Linked DNA regions of Hordeum vulgare: region 1 is linked to region 2. A link is a contact called in public Hi-C data. All regions are on one chromosome and are shown on one strand. The core of a region is the stretch at or near the end of the contact, and the rest is flanking DNA. Distances in the headings are between cores, read along the strand shown. Region 1 has its middle 28 kb from the start of LOC123442134. Region 2 has its middle 180 kb from the start of LOC123442124.

Evidence for each region. Hi-C and Micro-C count contacts between places; a contact is called where the count stands out from the background.
Region 1: a contact with region 2 is called in a Hi-C map of leaf, with 6 times the contacts expected there. The contact joins two enhancer-like sites. A contact is called at or near these places in 3 of 6 Hi-C or Micro-C datasets (leaf and seedling).

The regions. Positions count from the first base shown.
Region 1 is chr1H:422,272,306-422,278,749 of MorexV3_pseudomolecules_assembly, reverse strand. No RefSeq gene overlaps it. Among protein-coding and RNA genes, the nearest start is that of LOC123442134, 28 kb to the left of the region's middle. Within about 2 kb of position 1,844, at least 1 of the 3 cell types and tissues checked has open chromatin away from gene starts, as enhancers often do. A contact at or near this core is called in leaf, where this site is marked.
Region 2 is chr1H:422,045,749-422,051,960 of MorexV3_pseudomolecules_assembly, reverse strand. No RefSeq gene overlaps it. Among protein-coding and RNA genes, the nearest start is that of LOC123442124, 180 kb to the right of the region's middle. Within about 2 kb of position 3,355, at least 2 of the 3 cell types and tissues checked have open chromatin away from gene starts, as enhancers often do. A contact at or near this core is called in leaf, where this site is marked.

The sequences.
Region 1 (6,444 bases), core at 595-3,094, 230 kb before region 2:
ATTACTGGAGCAGATGAAGAGGTGATTGCAAAGTTCAAGATACAAATGAAGGAGCTTTTCAAGATGGATGATCAAGGTCTTTTGAGTTGCTACCTCGGGCCAGAGGTACATCAAAAGCCGGAAGGATCATACTATGCCAGGAGGCATATGCAAGGAAGGTACTTGAAAATTGTGACATGAAAGATTGCAATCCAATTGATGCTTCAATGGAACCTCGTCTTGAGCGGAGCAGGAAGGAGATGGTGAAACTACTCGGCTACAATGATAGTGACAAGGAAGGAATTGTTCACGGTCGTAAGAGTACCTCGAACGTGGCATATTTCCTTGGTAGAAGCGTAGTAAGCTGGCTATCACAAAAGCAGAAAGTGGTGACATCGACTTCAAGTAAAGTAGAGTGTCAAAGTGTGTGGCTAGGAAGACTACATGATGATCTCATGTATCGAGATTCGAAACAAATGGTGCTCAATGTTGACAACGAGTCTATACTTTTTCCACGCGAGGATCTAGTGCGGCGTGAATGGAGCAAGCACATTGATACGATGTATCACTACATAAAGGACTGCATGGAAGAAGAGAAGACGGAGATCAACTATAATCGCACCGATGACCATCTAACGGACATCCTAACCAAGGCTTTGGATCGGGAGAAGATCATAGAGATACGAAGAAGGATTGGCGTCAAGCTGTAATGTAATGACGTCGTGTTTAAGGGGGTGATTGTTAGAAATAACCATGACCTGATACATGTCCGACTCATGCACGTAGAATCACCTATAGCTGTAGGTCTAAAGTATGTATCCGAGTAGGATAGCTTACACGCTCCTAGCTGCTATGTATATGTAGTATACCCCTTTAATCAAATTAGACCGCAAAGTAACACAAAAGTACAGGACCGACATGGTCATGTTGCCATCAACGTGCCTCGTGTGTTTTCTCGCGTGAGTTACTACCGACGACTTGATCTGTGCTAACCACGTACCCGATAATCCATCCACCAGGGTGCTTGCCTGCTTGTTTACTATTGTACGTGTGCGTCTTCATTGAAGCAATCGGAGGTAATCGGCTGCAGCTTGTGCGCGCAGTTTGTCAGAAAAAACTCGACATCTGTGTCACCAAGATTTGGGATCTGTACCAACAACCTAGCTATTTTTCATTGTCTTCGTTCTTCATCCTGACGTGCAACTCATGCAAAGATGCAAATGGTCAATAAATTAATAGCAGAAATAATTTGTATCTATGGTGGTAGGTACACATGGCCTCAATTTTTATCTTTAAATAATTTAATAAATTATTTTAAAATATGAAAAATAACGTGATTTTGGATCAGCCATGCAAGCAAACATGCAATTATGCCAAAAAGGCAAGGAAAGAAGACCGAGAGAAGTGAGAAATGCCTTTTATGTCCAATGAAAAAACATTTATGTCAAAAAGATAACAAAAAACAAATAAAAATAAAAAAAGTCATTCATATACAATAAAAATGCACGTGTGCCAATATCATTAAAATCGACACCTCGTATATAAAAAAACACAAATACTAAAAGATGTGTAGGTACCATCATACATAAGAAATCGCCTTCCGAATTAATAGTACTAAAGCTGCATGCATGCAGTGGCAATGAAATCTCTTTATTTCTTTTCGACAAGCTTTACATCAGTCGTTTGGCCAGATAAGTTTTCACGTGATCGATCGGGTTTATTGTTCCTGTCAGCTCAACTTTTTTGTTTCCACAGAAAACTCAACCTTTTTGTTCATATGATTGGTCTGCGGAGTGTAGCTAGGATGCATGCAGCTCTTTCAATGCAGTTCTTTCTTTGTCGCTAGTTAATGACTATGATATATACTCCAATTATGCCACCGGTACGAATTATACGTTGTGTTGTCACATCTCACTTGAGGGTTGCTATCACTTCGATCTATGCACTTGATTGCTTATTCTCTTTCTCTCCGTTTCCTCAAGTGAACATGGATGTTGGCCGGCCATTAACTGTCCTTGTACTAATTCACCCAATTTCTCTATTCTTAATACTCCCTCCGTCTCGGTGCATTAGCCATATTAGAAGGTGCACTGCAACCTAGGCACGTAGAGATTGGGTAGGAGAAGAAATTAAATTGTAAAGGAAGCCAATCACACTACTCAGTGCATTAGGCATATTAGAGTATTCATTTCTTAACTAAAAACATCCTATTAATTAGAAAACATCTTCAAATCCAAAAAACATGACACATAAATTGCATGCATTGGTCCTTCAATTAATAGATGGAGTCTAATTAATATACATGCAACTAGTACTATTATAATGTGTCTTAGGGTTTTAGGATTATTTGATTTTCATAAGATGCCTAATGCACCGAGACAGAGAAAGTAGTTGTGACCAAGTATAATTTTCTAAGCATGCAATAGCAAGGTGCTGATTTCATTTATAGAGTAGTATTAAGGAAGGGAGGAATTTATTACAGAGATACATGAGCGTAACAAGAAAATATAGCCCATGCAGCCGACGGCGGCATGCACTAGGTGGCTTCCATCTTACATCAGCACCTACGCATGCCAATCATGAGTTACAGATTTTTGCATTAATTTACTTATGCAACCATGCCACATTAGCAAATCATGCATGCCACTCAGAAATTATATGGTTTGAATTAAGTTTATGTTGTCATAGATGTTATGTGTGTGTGAGATGCTTGGAGCACATCTACGTACTCCATGATTCATATTTATGTTTGCAAATGACATTCAATAACTACAAGCCAACAATTTCTCATTTTTGTACATCATTTGGCACATGATTCATATGTTCTACGGGTTAAAAGAATGTAAATTAAGAATACTCTTAGATTTTCTTTTGCATTAGTTTTAGTTATTTTAAACACATATTTATACATTTATTTTAAAAAGTTTTTGCAGCAACGTGTCAGATATATTGTCTAGTACTCTCTCCGTCATGGTTTAGAAGGCACGCTTGGAAAATCTCTGGGACCAAGGTAGTCATCGATTGGTTGTGACATGTAGCATGTGTACATGCTAATGCGCCTAATCAACTGAGAAAATAATAGTACTAATGCGTGGCCAATAAATTGGGAGGACGCATGCATGAGTAGTACTAGTACTAATTAATAGGAGTAATTGTTTTCGCGCCTTAAACCTTGTCCTATTTTGGAAACGCACGCAAGTTTAACTGTGGCTTCTAAATCGTGACTGAGGGAGTATAATCTAAAATTAATGTCTTTTGTCTGGATATGGAGTAAGGGAAATCATATAATCCAAACGGTCTCAACCATCTCTAATGTAATCGGATTCAATGCCTCACAAATTAAATTGATTTCATCTAAATTACGTAATAATTATATAGTAATAAAGAGCCAGATATTAAAAATATTGTATACCGCTGCATATGTGTTTGATCGCAATGCAAATCATTTTACACATTGCATTCACTCTTAATCATCAATTTCTATGCAAATATATTACTTCCAATAAAACTTGCAATGTGACACTCTTAATCATCAATTTATATGAAAATATATCACTCCCAATAAAACATGTATGCATTATGGATGGGCATTTCAATAGATCTATAATAATAAAATTAGTCGTGTGGATGACACTATATTTTCCTATAGAAGTTAAAATTATTCTCGCTCGCACATATTTCTAAGTGACTAATTGTGACTATGAAAAGTAATGTTTAACACATAGGGTAATAATACTCGGTAACAGTATTATGGTTTGCCCGAAATTGTCCAGTTTCATTGTGGGCCCCTCCCCTACCCCTTTCCTTATTAAACAATGTCTAATGACTTTACCAGGCTCCTAAGATTTTTTTTTTACCATTTAATTGCTTATAGCTACAAGTCTGGCCATTGAGATCATTTCCTTGATGGTCGACAGGGTGATACTCTAACTAATTTCCGCACATAAATAATAAGTGTATTTTTTTTATCTTGATGTTAGTTATTAGTACAATTTCCAAAAATGTGTATGACCATTGTTATTGCACTTGCTGCCCCTTTATATAAGGCAACCTCTTGTCGCCCCATGTGGAGGTAATCCTAACCACACACACACTGATGAAATGATTCATCGCAGGGCATGAACAATGGGCGGATGCCAGCATTAGCTTAATGATGGCATATATGATAAATTTTGACTTGTAAGAGGGAGAGAAATAATCAAAAAAGGTTGTTTGACTTCTCTTCACCAAGGGATGATCTCTTGGCACTGAAGAGAAGACAAATTTCTCCATTTTACCGGAGATCATCTCTTGTAACATATATTTTCTAATTATATTTAACCACTATTCAATTTTGGTCAAACACAACATAAATATTAGTTGGTATAGATAACAACTATAGCCGATACCAAGTTTACTTTATCATATCCAGACAACATGGATGTTAGGAAAGGCTATCTTCCCAACATCTCTACATGCCCTTATCATCTCGATTCGCTACCAGGATGAAGATCTGCATTGTAACCCTAATTTCCATGTACACAGCCGCTCGATCTGATTAGTTTTAATCTAGAATACTATGATGTTACAAACAAGGTTTGATGTTACCATCGACGTGGATAATTATTTACTACTCCGATGCATAAGACGTTGATTATTAGAGTGTGCACAACCTTTTCTTTTTCAGATTGTGCCCCGCTTCTTGAATTAAGGAAATCTTGCCCCTCGTGAGTTGTGTCACACCAAATTAAGTTCACTTTAAATCTTAAGCTCACGTGAAAAATTCCAATATTTTAAGCACAACTCATACCTGGACAAAAATAAGCTATTTAAGTAAGCATCATATGATTAGCTAATATTAAGATGTTGATGGTAGTGTTATGATCTTATGTTATGCTTGTAGCTCCAATGATTAGTTGATGTCTACTGGGCTAGTTGTACTCCCAAGTCCCAACCAAGTAGGGATCAAACCACATATATATTTGATGATCTCCATGTATATTAAGGTAGACTATTCTTTTGGTGGGAGGCGGTGTTCCTGTTGATAGCAAGGCATCAACGTTGGCTTCGTCAATCTTGAGCCCATCAACTTTGATCTTTAGCTAATAATGTGTGAGTGTTGTAGCGTGCGTCTAGGTTGTATTTTTTTGGTGGGGATGTTTTTTTATTGCGTCCAAGTTGTACTAGGTGTTTTCCGAAACAAATCATATGTTGTGTTTGAAGTATCAATGCTATAGTTCATGCACTGGATTCAATATTTTCGGTCTGTGTGACATTAGTGGCCGGCTTCATCAAACTGTTTAAAAGTCAATCACAGATCAAATTAACCTGACCCCCTATACTGTATGTGCGGACTTGATTCATTAGCCAATCCCTCCTTCCAAAAATCTAAGGCTCCCTCGAATATTGAGGATAACTAACTTTGACCATGCTATTGACTAGCATAATATGATGTATATGCCACAAAATATATACTATTGAAAAATAATATGAATCTAATGGTTTATTTTTTGTCGCATCTAATTCATAATTTGCTAGTCAAATTCGTGTTTAAAGTTTGGCCCAAATTTGCAGAGGCCTTAACATATTTGGAAGGAGGGAGTATCAGTTGCGCCATTACACATTCACATACATGCATGTAATTGACCTATACTTATTTGTTATGAAAGTCATGACACTGATGGTCTAAAGGATCGAAAAGTCGCGATCACAACTTTATTCGAAATTAAGGTTCACATATTGGTGGACCAATCGTAGACCAGTTGATCTACCAAAAATCCAAAGTTAGTTTTAGAAAAGCAATCCTTAAAAATCGATCTCCTTTGGTGTAAATGATTGGAATTAGTCAAAACTAGTTGATCGGATTAAAACATTTAGGAAGCAAATAAATGTATTGTTTTTCTTTTTTGCGGGGTATCTGTTCCCATATATGCCTGCACAAAGGGGACATGCATGGCAGGGTTAACTAGATTATCTCTCAGTATATCCTGTTATAAGAGTGCCATGCTTACATATTATCAAATCTTGACACAAACATACAATACAATACACTAATTAAGTAACTGGGTCAGAACGTGACAGAACTAGTTCAAGAGAATACACACCTGGGGCTGCCGCAGATGAGCATGGCGATGCATTTCCTGATGATGTACAGCTTCCCCTTCTGCTGCCTCACTGCACTGCGCAGCCTCTCAAGCTTTGCGCTCTCCTTCGTCTCCTCCATGTCCGATAGATCTATATATGAAGGCTATGGAGATGGCAGTAAGCTTTCTGAATGACTAGCCAGCTGCAAGGTAACTCTCAGAAAGAGGTACTAGCCATGATGAATCATTTGGAAGGATGGATCTCTCTCGATGCTGATATATATAGATACTAGCTCTATCGTCCAGTTCAGATGCTGCAGTGTAAAGATCGACTACATGCAACAGGACAGGTTGCTTGCAACAGGCTAGTGCATATCATGAATGGGCCACTTGCGCTTTGGTG
Region 2 (6,212 bases), core at 2,106-4,605:
CAGCATAATGGCCATCGATCGAACGATAGTCGCCTGCAAGGCTTTAACATGTATGATCTGCATCAACAGGCAAGGATGATGGAGCTAGTCTTGGATTCCACTTGTGAGGATGGCGCAGGGCCTCTGAAGTGTCCTAAACTTCTTGTCGAGTCTTGTTAACCTACCTATGCAAACATGGTCATCGCTCGTCATGGGACTGTGCGCATATGTGATTATTGTTATCGAGGGTGGTACTTCTATTGGATCTTCGGAGACAACATAATTTGACTTCGATTGGGTGGTACTTCTAGAGTACCCAGTCGTGAGCTCCAGGATGAAAACTCTGGTTTGGCCCTAATTGGTTGGACCTGGCAATGACGACATTCTTGTGTCGTAACAATGATGATGGCATTGCTCGGATTGGATCTTCGGGTGAAAACACAAGATCTGACTTTCGATGGTTGGATCCAGCAATGGCGGAGCTTGTACGCCGTTCCCTTTCTGGAGGCATCATCTTTTGGAGAACCCTTCTCATAGTCCTTTTGTTTTCAAAAGTTTGTTGGCATGGTTGGTCACTGTTGTACATCGTCAATTGTCGTACTCATTGCTTCGGGGTTTCTTTTTATTTTCTTTGTTTTGCATCCGCCTAGTCAAAGCTTTGGTCTTATATGACTTCGCTCTTTGTCGGCGTGATCTTTTGTGTGTGTGTATTGTGTTGGTTGTATGCATCCTACATATATCTTTTGTGTTGGTTGTATGCATCCTAGTTGGTTGTGCAGAAGCCGGATATGTACTCATTATGTTTGTATCCCTCGATGCTACGCTATGAGTCAATAAAAACACCCTTTATCGATAAAAAATACTACATATATTCCTACAACACGCCGTGAGGCTCAAACAATTTTTATACAAAAACATTTCTCTAATATAATTTGGTTTTTGCTTTTTGTTGACCCTAAGAGTGAATCTATATTGGTCTAGTTCTTTTGTGTGTGTGTGTGTGTTGTGACCATTATATAACTCATTTTCAATTAATGGACAAGACAAATCGCATGCATCCATTAAAAATCACTTGTAAAAGTTAAAAAGAGAAAAATGTTTTGTATAGAGCTCTCTTCTTTGTTAGATCGAGAATTACAAGTTTTCAGTAAAACATCTACTCCCTCCTTTCGATAATATAAGAGTGTTTTTGACACTGGAGTAGTGTTAAAAATTCTCTTATATTATCAAACCGAGGGGGTAAGTTATAAGACATGTACAACATGCAAGGTGTTTAGACATGTGCTTGTGAAAATGAACCAGGCTTTTCTTATTCACCTATGCTTATTTATGTAAGAGCATTTACAACTAGATCTGTTATACCCGTCTCAAATGTCTAGAAAGATCGTTCGGTTAGTGACCGGTCACAAAAATACGACCCAACCAAACCCTTCATATCTGTCTCAAACACACGGACTGACCAGCACCCCTCATATACATCTCAAATATGAAGATGATATGAGGGTTCGCAGACGCGTCCGGACACGCCATGTCAGTCCGTCACGTAGGACGCGACCCGATCCTGAAGCACATTTCTCTTTTTTTATTCATTCTTTTTTTTCTCTTTCTTCTTCTCCATGAATCACCTGTAAATAACACATATAAAAAAAATATATGAAAAATATGGCTACGTGAACGAAAAAGTAGGGGCTAAAACGGACTCATCGGGTCACTGACCGGTTAGTCCGGTTGCAAATCCTCTAACACAACTACACAAGCACTTGCTTAGACACCACTGCAGCAGAAACAAGCACTATTCACAAGCATTTCTCTAAACACCTTGCATCGTACATTGTCTAAGAGAGACCATCTAGAAGAGGCCAAGGCTAGTAGTAACTGACCGTACAGCTGGAACCCTAGAATGGACGTGTGCCGTTTTTGTAACTGTATTTTGCCAAAAAGTGGTAATTTTTACAACCATAGATGGGACTTAAATAATAATTTGTCGTCCATAATTACCTACGGATTTAATCAGCCATATATACAAATGCTTCTCAAAAACTTGGCAGCTTAGCAATAGCAAGTTAGCAACATGGACTGACGGACAGGATACGGACGGACGGCATTGGGAAAATGTACGGTGATCAATCTGCTGCCATGGCCTTGATGAAACCAACCCGTTCGCGTTTTGCTATATCCTCAAACCAAACACATCCTTGCTGCACATGTACGTACGCTGAATATTTTTGCACTATCCAAGTTGGAGAATTATGACAGTGCTTACTCCTTCCTAGTAAGCTATTTTTTCTGCCGTTTGACACCTGCAACCATGTCATGCAAGTTCAAAGCACGACGGTGAATGCTCTGTTAAAATCGGTGTATACACTATCGCATCAATTTTTGTGAAATCCCACTAAACTCAAGCAAGGCGAAGAAAATTTCTACTTATTGTACAAGGTTCTGTACAAAAGAATCAAACTTGTGGGTGACTGTCATAGCTTGCCAAGGGATATTTTAAAATATTGTCAGTCAACCCTACGTTCAAAATACCGTTGAATAACAGTGACATCCAATTCTATGTTTAGAACTTTTTTTAGTTGAACCCACGTACTGCATCAATGTAAGAGTCAAGGGACCATTCTTCTTCGAATAAAAGTATTTTCGGTGGCCTGAAACTCTGAATGGACATCTGACATTACACCGTACACCACGCATATTATAGCTATAGCTACCACATTGATCCAAGATCTCAGCCAGCAGTAGTAATGTATAGCAGCACTAGACACCAGAAACTTACGAGTCTTGGATCCGCAGACGAGCAGGGCGATGCAGGCCATGATGATGTAGAGCTTCCCCTTCTGCTGCTGCGCCGCGCTCTGCATCTTCCGCAGCTTCTTCCGGCCCATGGGAGAGAGGGAGCTCAGAGCCTCACACCCTCTGCTTGCCTAGTCACTTGGAAGTTCAGAACCCACGTACGTGAGGCTGCGAACACAACACAGCGGTTATAAAGAGCCTGCTCGCCCTGCCGGGACGCGCCTGACGGGGACATGGCCGGTGCTGCTGCATATGGAAAGAAACATCTGGAGCTGGACATGCGATGTTGACCGTTGGAAATTAAAATAACCATGGTATCGGTATGCATGCCAAACTTGGGGTGTCATGTGGGAATCTCCCCAGCAAGGAATGTTAGTTACAAGCAGCACTTCGTTATACTATGAAACCAACATGGCAGAAGCAATCCCGTACCTGAATTAACACGTCACTGGTCGGCGATCTCCCGTGGGGGACCACTCGAAGCTGTTTGTTGATCGCGACGAGACAGCTGGAGGTTGCTCGCGTGGCGACGTCGCGCGGCCGGGGGCTTGGGCGACACAGGGAACGCCGACGTTGCGCGCCCAGCGACCATAAGCGACACAGTAAACGGCGACGTTGCGCGCCTTAGGACCATAGGCGACACAGGACTCGCCAGTATGCTCCTGCTGCCGATCCTTCCCAGGCGCAAGCTTGTTGCTTGTCTCTTCTCGCTAGATTTTTCTGTGAACTCCCTGCGCTGTGTATACCTCTTTCGCAGAAAGAAAGAAATGAAAGAAAATAAAATGACTCAGAGATGTGCGTGGAGTCATCTCGCCCGTTCGGCTACAACCATGTTAGCGTATTTCCAACGGCAACCCTTAATTTTTTTCCCATCCGTTCCCACACGGGGATCAATCCACATACACGGATGCGGATAAACGACATTCAACACTAGTCACATGCATCCAGCCTTGCTCATTTTTTTCTCAAGTCCGCACTATCAAATAGCCACATACAAAGGATACAATCATTTAAATAGCCGCATGCAACACTAATTCAAATTTTAAAAAGTTCAAATATTACGACTCCAACATTGTTATTCCTTTTCACTGCCCATTGATACTCACTCAGATCTTTCTTCAGCTGCTTGTGAGTTGGCCGCTCTTCAAATATGGCTGGATTATGTTCCGGAAGTTGGATATGATCAACCATGTTCTCAAATTCCAAAGTTAAGGCAGCATCGTCATCCACATCCTCGACGATGATGTTATGCATGATCACACTACATGTCATCACCTCCCGTAAGGTCCTTGTAACACTCAAGATTTTTTTAATTTTTATTTCCTTGATTTACTTGAATTTTTAAATTTTTGGCTTGACAAACAAAACTTGAAGCTCTCTTGCTAACCTTCTTGAGAAAACCTTTAGAAACTTCCTTTTCCACCAAACAAGTTTTAGAGATATTCTTTTGGCCCTTTCTCAAAATGAATTGGTTAAGAGAATATTCTTTCTTTTGCAAAATTGGAAATCTTTCCATAAATCTTCTATTATTTCTTTCAAAAAGATTTACTCACCACCTTGTGTTTTAAATCTTTTTACACCTTCCCTAGCCCTAAAGTTTTATTTTGAATGTTTTCCAAAACTTTAGAAGGGATGGATCACCCTTAATTATTTTATTTGAATAAAAGGGATTTTCTGTAATCGGTTTGAACCCCTGCCATTTTGCAAAGGAACCCCTTTGTTCCTTTGGAGTCTTGACCCCAAACTCTTGCAGTTTGAAGCCCTTAGTGTCTTATCTCATTTCCACCAGAAACCTTGAGCTGCCAAGTTCAAAAATTTCAAATTTTGTTTGACTAAAGTTTGACCACAGAGACTTATTTTTCTCTACGAACGTGTCTCAAACTTCTCGAAAAATTCTGAAAAATTCCGGAGTGCCTTTTCTTCCAATGAGAGTGCTCCCAACAAATTTTCAGCTCCAAATTCATCCAGCAGCTATCTTCTTCAAATCGTCTAGCACCTTACCTGCACTCTGACTGTGTTTGTCTGAATTTAAATTAGACCAACTTCAGTCAGAGCCGCAGCTCTCTCCCCCTCATCAATCTCACTAGTGTCGTCACCTTAGCCATCGATCCTGTGCGTCGAGCTTATCCCCTACGTCGCTCATAGCCTTGGACGCTTCTCCCCGTCGGTGGCTAGCTGACAGAGCCGGCCAAGCTCCGACAGCGGCTCTGCAACAGCCACAGCATCTCCCTGATGCAGCCGCGCGCCGCCCGGCACCGTCCATTGCCTCAGCAGCCTCTGTGTGTTCCCCATCGACAGTGCACGCCGCGAAGACCGTCGCCACGACCCGAGCTGCTCAGAGCACGGTTTCTGCAACCGAAAGCTCAGCAATGGCCGCGTCGTCGCCTTGTTGTCTCAGTCGATGACCAGCTCCCCTCTGGTCAAAAATGAGACCCCAGTGGTGGTTAGGTTTGATCCACGCCACCTAATCGCCTGCCCGAGCCTCTGCTTCACCGAAATTAATGTCGAAGATCCTCCCGTGGCGCCTATAAAAAGAGCCCCTTCCCCGAGCTTCGGAACCCATCTCTCACCTCTCCACACTCCACCTTCACTCCCCTGCACCAGCCGATCCAGGAGGAGGCCTGTCATGGTTTTCTCATGGCAGATGTCCTCATGAAAGGACTTAATGAAGGAGCCATCGCACCTTGGTGGCGACTCAAAGGGGGTGAGCGATAGCGAGACTCGGATTTACCCAGATTCGGCCCCTCATGTGGAGGCAAAATCCTACGTCATGCTTTGTGTAGATTGATGATGGTTTTGATTACAAGGAGGGCGTAACTCGCCTGACCTAGCTCTCGATGATTTCTAACTTCCCCTATCCTCCCGGGGACTCTCCTTTATATACAGGTCGAGGCCCTAGGATTTACAAGAGTCCTAGCAACGCTATAGATCGTGGTTTGCTTTATCTCTAAGTCGCCGTGCTTTCCAAAACTAGAAACCTCCTTGGCGGTCTATCCTCTGTATATCTCCTGAACCGCCATCCGGCTCCTGGGCCACTTGGGCCAAGGCTTGTATCGCCAATAGATGAGTCGCCCCTTTAGTGACCCGGCCCAGTTAGGGCGGGTTACACGCAGGTAATATCCCCAACATTAGGCCCTAGATTGTCTTGAATTTATTCACGCCAATAAACTTCCACTCATTTTGGGGCGACTTGTATTACTCCTATCCTTTGATGAATGATAAGCCGCAATCCGTCATGAATTATTTGAGCCGCCAAGCAGTTTTCGATGACATCACCTTATCCCTTCATTTTCGGGGCTTAATGACGTAACCACCCAACGGATCTCTTGCATCGCCATTTATTTACCCCAAAAATCCAGGCGCCATCATTGCAAATTTTCAGTTTGTCACCTCTATTCCCGCGCCTGCCGCCTCAATTACAGCACCTGGCCGTTAAATAT